Linked DNA regions of Oryctolagus cuniculus: region 1 is linked to region 2. Evidence: chromatin contacts called from public Micro-C data. All regions are on one chromosome and are shown on one strand. The core of a region is the stretch at or near the end of the contact, and the rest is flanking DNA. Distances in the headings are between cores, read along the strand shown. Region 1 overlaps LOC100340719 (guanine nucleotide-binding protein G(q) subunit alpha). Region 2 holds the start of LOC100340719 (guanine nucleotide-binding protein G(q) subunit alpha).

Region 1 (3,215 bases), core at 533-3,032, 180 kb before region 2:
CTTGCCACTGCTGACAATGACCTACCCTGTCCTGAAACGAACACTGGACTGCTTCGACCTTCCTGGAACTGCGGCCTCTGGGACACCACCAACACCAGGCTAGCGATTTAGAAGGTTTTTCCCTTACTAGGATAATCTTTCCCTGAACAAACCCATCCCAAAAGACAGACCGCCAGGCGTTTGCTCAGCCTGCAAGGCAGTGGTCAGTTATGTCTAGAAACATCCCTTATTTGTTCACAAAAGTTCTGCAAATATTTTGGCAAATAAATTCAGAAAGCCGGAAACGCTAATTATTAGGCAAAGACAAACCCACAGTAATAACATAAACAACAAAGTGCCTTTTCAGCGCTGCTATTCAATGTGCCTTCCTGTTGCCAGTGCCACGAAAAACACGATGGGAATGGCCCGGAGGAGATGGAAGAGGAAATGACTCCTTTAAAGACCACGTCCTGTGGGCAGAGTGTGGCCATCTGATTTGCTACAGCAGATATCAAAAAGGAAGGGTGGGTAGTACAATTTGCAGGGAGAGAAAAATGGTTTAAAAGTTGGAGTTCCTTAAGAATACCGTTAAGGTGGGGCACTCACAATTAAGTTATTTAATGAGCTTTCTTTTTAAGCTTGGGAATGGAAGAGGGCCAAGATAAAAGAAGGATTTTGCCCAACTGGTTACATGAACTTATCCATGGTCAAAACAAATGCCCACCTCAGTCCTCCACACGTGGTGTGTGGTCTGTGCCTTGTGCAAAGGTACACACAGTGGTGGTCAGCCTGGGGCTGAGGACCCAGTCTGCATTCAGCTCACGAAGCTCGGCCTTACTTCATGAGCAAGAAGCGCCTATTTTGCAATTTCCCTGCGTGGGGACTGAGGATATCCTTCTCCATTTGTACACAGCACACTTAGGCGCTAGTAACAGCCCTAAGCGTGAGCAGAGGTTTATCCATTTCAGCTTGTGCCCCTTCAAGCCTGTAGCTTTTCTGTTGTTGTTGTTATTTTGTTTTGTTTTTGTTTTTAAGAGTTTTTAGGTGATGATGTTATGTTGGCAACCCTAGCTTTGAGAAGCAGTTATGTAGGACCTTCAACAAAGGACCTAAGGGATCTGCTGCTTCACTTTCTCCACCTGGAACAATGACAAGAGCCCCACCTGCCTCTGTCTCCCAGGGTCATTTTCATCACAGTTCTCTCTCCACATATGGCCACGCCCTCCAAGGAGCTTTCAGGGTCACAGACGACACATTCTTCCTCCTCGCTGAGGTGGAAAGTAAAGACTAAAGATGACAATGTTGTTGACGTGTTAAGTGGCAAAGAACTTACAAGCCCGTTTTGAACAGGGCAACTTCCGCTTCCCGGGCAAATCGTACACTTCCCTGTGCCCGAATGCACACCAGGGTTTCAGGTCTTCATGCCACCTCACTCCAGTTTTATGCTCCCACTTTCTCTACAAGCAACTCCACGGCTGGCATCTCTGAGGCAGCATGGCAAGCCCCAAATTGGCTTGTCTCCTCCACCAGACGGCTGGGATACAGACTCCCAGCCAACTGCAGAAAAGCTGGCAGCTCGCTACCTCTTCCAGCATCGGCTTGGCCAGGGCGGTGCTGGAACAATTGGTCTCACTGCCTTCTGAGATGACAATTAATTAGTGTGGTGGGAACAAGAAGCAGTCTATCCAGGGAAGTGAGCCTCTGCCCTCCTGAGGGCTGTGGCATTGGCCTCTCCCCAGGGCCAATGTCTACATCGTTTGCTGTACTGTGGATGGCTCCTGGCCTCCCTTGAGGCAATCTGGAGGGGACTGGCGATGGAAGACCTTCCAAGGAATTCTTGCTTGGTGGGAAAGAGAAGGAATAGAACACCAGCAATATTTAAAAATCCAACTCAAAACTAGAGAGAAATATTCAGCAGTGAAATCCAATGATGTGTTGGAGAAGATGGCATTCTAGACATCACAAAGCAAAAAAGGACAAACGTTTCATTGAGCAGTGTCTCAGAGCACGGCAAGAGGAATCCGTGGTGACAGGAATCCAGCCCCATTGAGGAAAATTCGAGCTCAGTGACAACATCCTCAGCATGCTTTATTAGGCACGAGTACCAAGTGCATTGCTCAACACGCTGTGAATGAGAACGCATGAGTCACAGGACAGCACCCCAGCTCCAGCCGACAGCAAAGGACATCACTTATTTAACTGCAGAAGAGGATGACTGATACTCCCAAGGGTTTTCCAGAAAGGAACAGAAATAAAATCTCACTGCCAGAATGGGTGAATTAAAACATGACTCTCAAAACGAGCATCCTAAAACTATTTTAGAATTAGGAATACAAGTAGTACCAAAGACTTGATTTACTTCTCAGGATTTAAGTGCATAAACCCCAACAAAGTCTTGAGATAGGGGTCAGGTTGGGAGAATTCAACCAGCAGCCATGAGGAGTCGACAAATAAAACGTGATTCCACCGTGACCCCAGTGATCCCTTTCTGGCTGGTGCTTTCTGAGTGCTCTCCCAGCCAAACTGAACAAAATCATCCCTATGGGCTCTGCAACCTGCTCCCTGCCCCTCAGCTCCCACACTTTTGAGCTTGCTTCTAGCTCCACAGCAGTTCCACAGGGCAAGCGCTGCCCCAAGATGATCAAATCCAACAGATCATCTTCAGTTCTTCTTCACTCGCTTTCTTTACAGTCATTGGTAACAGTGACCACTCTGCCTGCCGGTGGCTTTCTGACACCACTTTTTCCTTGTGCTATGAAACCAACAGAACTCCACCCTTCCAGCCAGGCTCTTCACCTGAGTTCCAGGGCAGAAATGAAAAACGCCTGCCGCACACTGCACCTCCTATCCCATGTAGGGGCCTTCTAGCCCAACATGCCCCCCAGCTGCCTCCACTTCCCCGAAAGCCGCTCTTCCTCCTATTTTAGCCAGTCAGTGGTGAATCATCAAATCACTTGGGCCAGAAACACTGGACAATCCTGGCTCCTCCTGGCCTCCGGCACCCACCTCTAATTAGTCACTGCGTGCCGTGTGAATGCCCTCTTTCCTGTCTCCTCTTCCCCTGCCTCAGTTCTGGACCTCTTCTCTTTCCTGTCTCCTCTTCCCCTGCCTCAGTTCTGGACCTCTTCTCTCCCACTGAGAGCACAGCAACAGCTTCCACGTTTACGTCCTGCACCTGGGAAGAGGTCTGCTCAGTCCACTCTCCACACTGCCCTGAGGTGGTCTCTCATGAACGC
Region 2 (3,322 bases), core at 459-2,958:
TTTTGTTCCTGTTTGCAAAGGATCCAGTGCACGAGCAGTTGAGTCCCCAAAGACAGTTGGTTCTCCAGCAGATGGAATGCTCAAGATAAGAGAGGGAATACAGGCTTCTGCCACCCGAACTGCCCAGACCACACTCTCTCCTGTCGGAGACGCGCATTTATTATGCACACACAAACACGCAGAACACAAGTGCAGACGTCCTCCAGGCCTCTGCCGACCACAATAGCTCCGGGTGCCCTCACGCTGGCTTGTCTGTGAACCCTGGTGGCCTGATTCCGAGCATTCTCTCGGAGGTAATCATCCATAGACGCCTATTCGAGAGACGGCATTCTCTTGCTAACTTCGCGTGAAAGCAGAACGCGGGGCTGTTGATTCAGAGACCAGAGGGAAATTTTCCTTTGCAGCCCTGATGCCCAAGACACTACAATGCTGTCCGTTTCAAACAAAAGGTTTCTCTCTTTCCCCCGGAGAGGGACGGAAAGGCTGCGGTACTGTTGTGAATTCAGGCCTAGATCTGGGATGCCTCATTAGACAAAAGATACCCGTCGCTGTCAACAACCACGCCAGCCACGCTCCCCTCGCCCCGGTCCTAATCCGGAAGGAATGGTGCAGCCGAGAAGCACGCCTGCCACCATCCACTGGCCAAGAAACTCTGCTGGGCCCCTCCTGTGGGTGGCCTGGTGGCTGCAGAAGAACACTCGGGTGACACACGGGGGCTTGCCCGCCCTCCCCGCCCCCACCCCACGAACCCCTGGCTGGGGAGGGTCGACCCCTGCTGGGCTTCTAGTTTTCACCCCTGGGGATCCCACTCGCCAGTCTGCCCACCGGTGGCTCCCCCACTTCTCCTGGACCCCAGAACGCACCGATAATGGATGCACAACGGCCACCTCACGGCGCGCCATCTCCCCCCCGCCCGCCCGCGCCCTGTGCCCCGGCTCGGCTCGCCACCCTCCGGGCGACATACACACACACACACACACACACACACACAGCTCCACCACCCCTGGGGGCGCGGCGGCCCCGGCGCTGCAAGTTCAAGCCCTCAGCCCACCTTCCCAGCCCCGCGCCCCTAGCCAGATCTGATCTGCCATTGAGCAGAGACACCGCAGAGAACGCAAGCCCCCCCCACAACAAGGGACACACAAGACAGCACGCGCCGAGGCACCCAACAAGGCAGCCCCGAACCCTCCGCGCGCACGGGCGTGTGTGTGCGCGCGCGCGCGTACCCGCGCGGGTGCGGGTGGAGGCCGGGGGCGCGCCCGGGGAGGGTAGGGGCGAGCCCGGGGGCTGGGGGCGGCTGCCCGGAGGGGCCGGAGGCGGGGGCTGGGGGCGCGCAGAGGCCCGGGGGAGGGCCCGCACGGCCGGCCCGGGCCGTACTCACCCAGTAGCAGCAGTTTGAGCTCCCGGCGGGCGTCCCGCTTGTCCCTGCGGAGCTGCCGCTCGATCTCGTCGTTGATCCGCCGGGCTTCCTTGGCCTCCTCGCTCAGGCAGCACGCCATGATGGACTCCAGAGTCATTCTTCCAAAGTGCCTCCGCTGCAGCCCCGCCGGCACCCCCTGCTCACACGCGCGCACACACACACCCTCCCGCCCTCGCTCCCCCGAGGCAGCGGTGGCCGCTGAGCCCCCGCCGCCTGGGCGCGCGTCCGGGATGAGATCGCGGAACCGCCGCGGGGGCGACGGCCAGGGCCGGGGCCACCAGGTGGGCCGGGGTCTAGGCGGGCGCAGGAGGCCTTCGCCGCCCGGCGGAGCGAGGCGGGCGCGGGAGGCGGCCGCGGGCGCTGGCTCGGGGGGCGCGCAAGGGAAGGCCGCCGCGCCCGGCCTCGCTCAGACGCCCGCGCCTCCTTCCCCGGGAACGGGCAGCCCGCCTCGCCCCCCGCGCCGCCGCCGAGGCTCCCCTACGGTTTGCGCCCGGCGGCGAGAGCACATCCACCGGGGCGCCCCCCTAGCGAGCGGCCGCCGACCGCTCCCCGCACCCGGCGCGCCCGCTCCTCGCCGCCGCCTGACACGGCTCCCGGGCGCCCGCGGCCCTGCCCGCGCCCACCGCCCGGCTAAGCGCGCAAACCCCGCTCGCCGGCCCGGCCCGCCGCGCGCTCCTCCGCCTCCGCCTCCGCCTCCGCCTCCGCCAAACGCCCACCCCCGGCCCCGATTGCCAGGCGCGGAGCGGCTGCTCAGTGATCGCCCTCCCCCTCGCCACACACACACATTTTCTTCTTTCTCTGAACTGGAGCACAGATCCGGGAGGGAGGCGGCGGCGGCGGCGGCAGCGGCGGCGGCGGGAGGAGGCGGAGGAGGAGGAGGGGCAGGAGGCGGAGGCGGAGGGACGGGCGCGGGAGGCGGAGCCGCCCGGCCCCTCTTGGAAGGCTCTCCCTGGGCTCGCAGCCGCGCGCCGCGCCGCCCAGTGCGGCTCTCGCCTCGCTCGCGCAGCTCCCTGACTGGGCCGGCCCCCTCAGGCTCCGCGGGCGCCGCCCTCTCCCGCGCCCTCCGTGGAGGCCGGCGGGCTCCGGCGGACGCAGCCGCCCTCGGCTAGGGGCAGGGCCCGCTGACAGCCGCTCGGGTTGAGCGGGCGGCTGCGACCGCGGGCCGGAACCCCGGCAACCTGCGGCCGCCCGGGCGTGGTGGAGCGGGAATATGGCGGCCTCCGCCTGCCTCTCAGCCCACCAGCCCCGGAGCGCCGCCTCGGCCCCGCCTGGAAGCCGCGGGAGTCGGCCCCGAGCCCATGCACCGGCTGGCGCCGGAGACCCCCTGCCCGGCTCCCCGCTGGCAGCGCCGGAGACCCCCTGCCCGGCTCCGCGAGGCCGCTGTGCGGTGGCCTCTGTCTTTTCCCGAGGTTATTCCTCAAACGCCATTCGGTTAGAAGCTGCCTCTCGTCACTACTGACCCCAGTTGAATCTTAGAAAATACGATTCTCTCCGGGTGGGCTGTGGCCGGAGAGGAGTGGTCACTGCCTCCCCGAGGGGTAGGGGGCGAGGACCCTGCAATTCACTTGAGATAGAAATCTGAGCAGAAAAATGAAGCTGCCCAAGTTGCCGGGAGCTTCCTGGCAGGCTCCAACTTTTCATGCTGTTGAGGTGATTTTGGTTTTGGTTTTCTGTTGTTCTTGTTTCCGTTTTACAGATGCTCCTCGTTTTTGAAAAGGCACGCGATGTTTTCACAGCCAAGTCACCGAATGTACCCTGCTCCACCGAGATGGAACTTATGGGTGGCTTCTGGGAGCATGTAAATCCGTGCGGGATGAAAGAAAAGAATAAAAAATTTTAAATGGGAAAATCAAGATTTGTTTCTAGGTTTTTTTTTTTCTTATTTTTCCTTTTCCACTTCCG

The links. Hi-C and Micro-C count contacts between places; a contact is called where the count stands out from the background.
Region 1: a Micro-C map of ear pinna shows a contact between it and region 2, with 2.5 times the contacts expected there. The contact joins the enhancer-like site here to the promoter of LOC100340719 in region 2. A contact is called at or near these places in 3 of 6 Hi-C or Micro-C datasets (ear pinna, psoas muscle and an unstated tissue).

The regions. Positions count from the first base shown.
Region 1 is chr1:152,401,603-152,404,817 of mOryCun1.1, reverse strand. All of the region lies in intron 2 of LOC100340719 (guanine nucleotide-binding protein G(q) subunit alpha), which reads right to left. Among named protein-coding and RNA genes, the nearest start is that of GNA14, 200 kb to the left of the region's middle. Within about 2 kb of position 1,782, at least 2 of the 8 cell types and tissues checked have an H3K27ac peak or open chromatin away from gene starts, as enhancers often do. A contact at or near this core is called in ear pinna, where this site is marked.
Region 2 is chr1:152,216,624-152,219,945 of mOryCun1.1, reverse strand. It overlaps LOC100340719 (guanine nucleotide-binding protein G(q) subunit alpha), which reads right to left and starts at 1,708. Exons shown (of 7, transcript XM_051858885.2): 1 at 1,382-1,708. The coding sequence starts at 1,517. It overlaps LOC103348424, which reads left to right and starts at 2,492. Exons shown (of 2, transcript XM_051858926.2): 1 at 2,492-2,851; 2 at 3,117-3,269. The coding sequence starts at 2,631. The coding sequence ends at 3,222.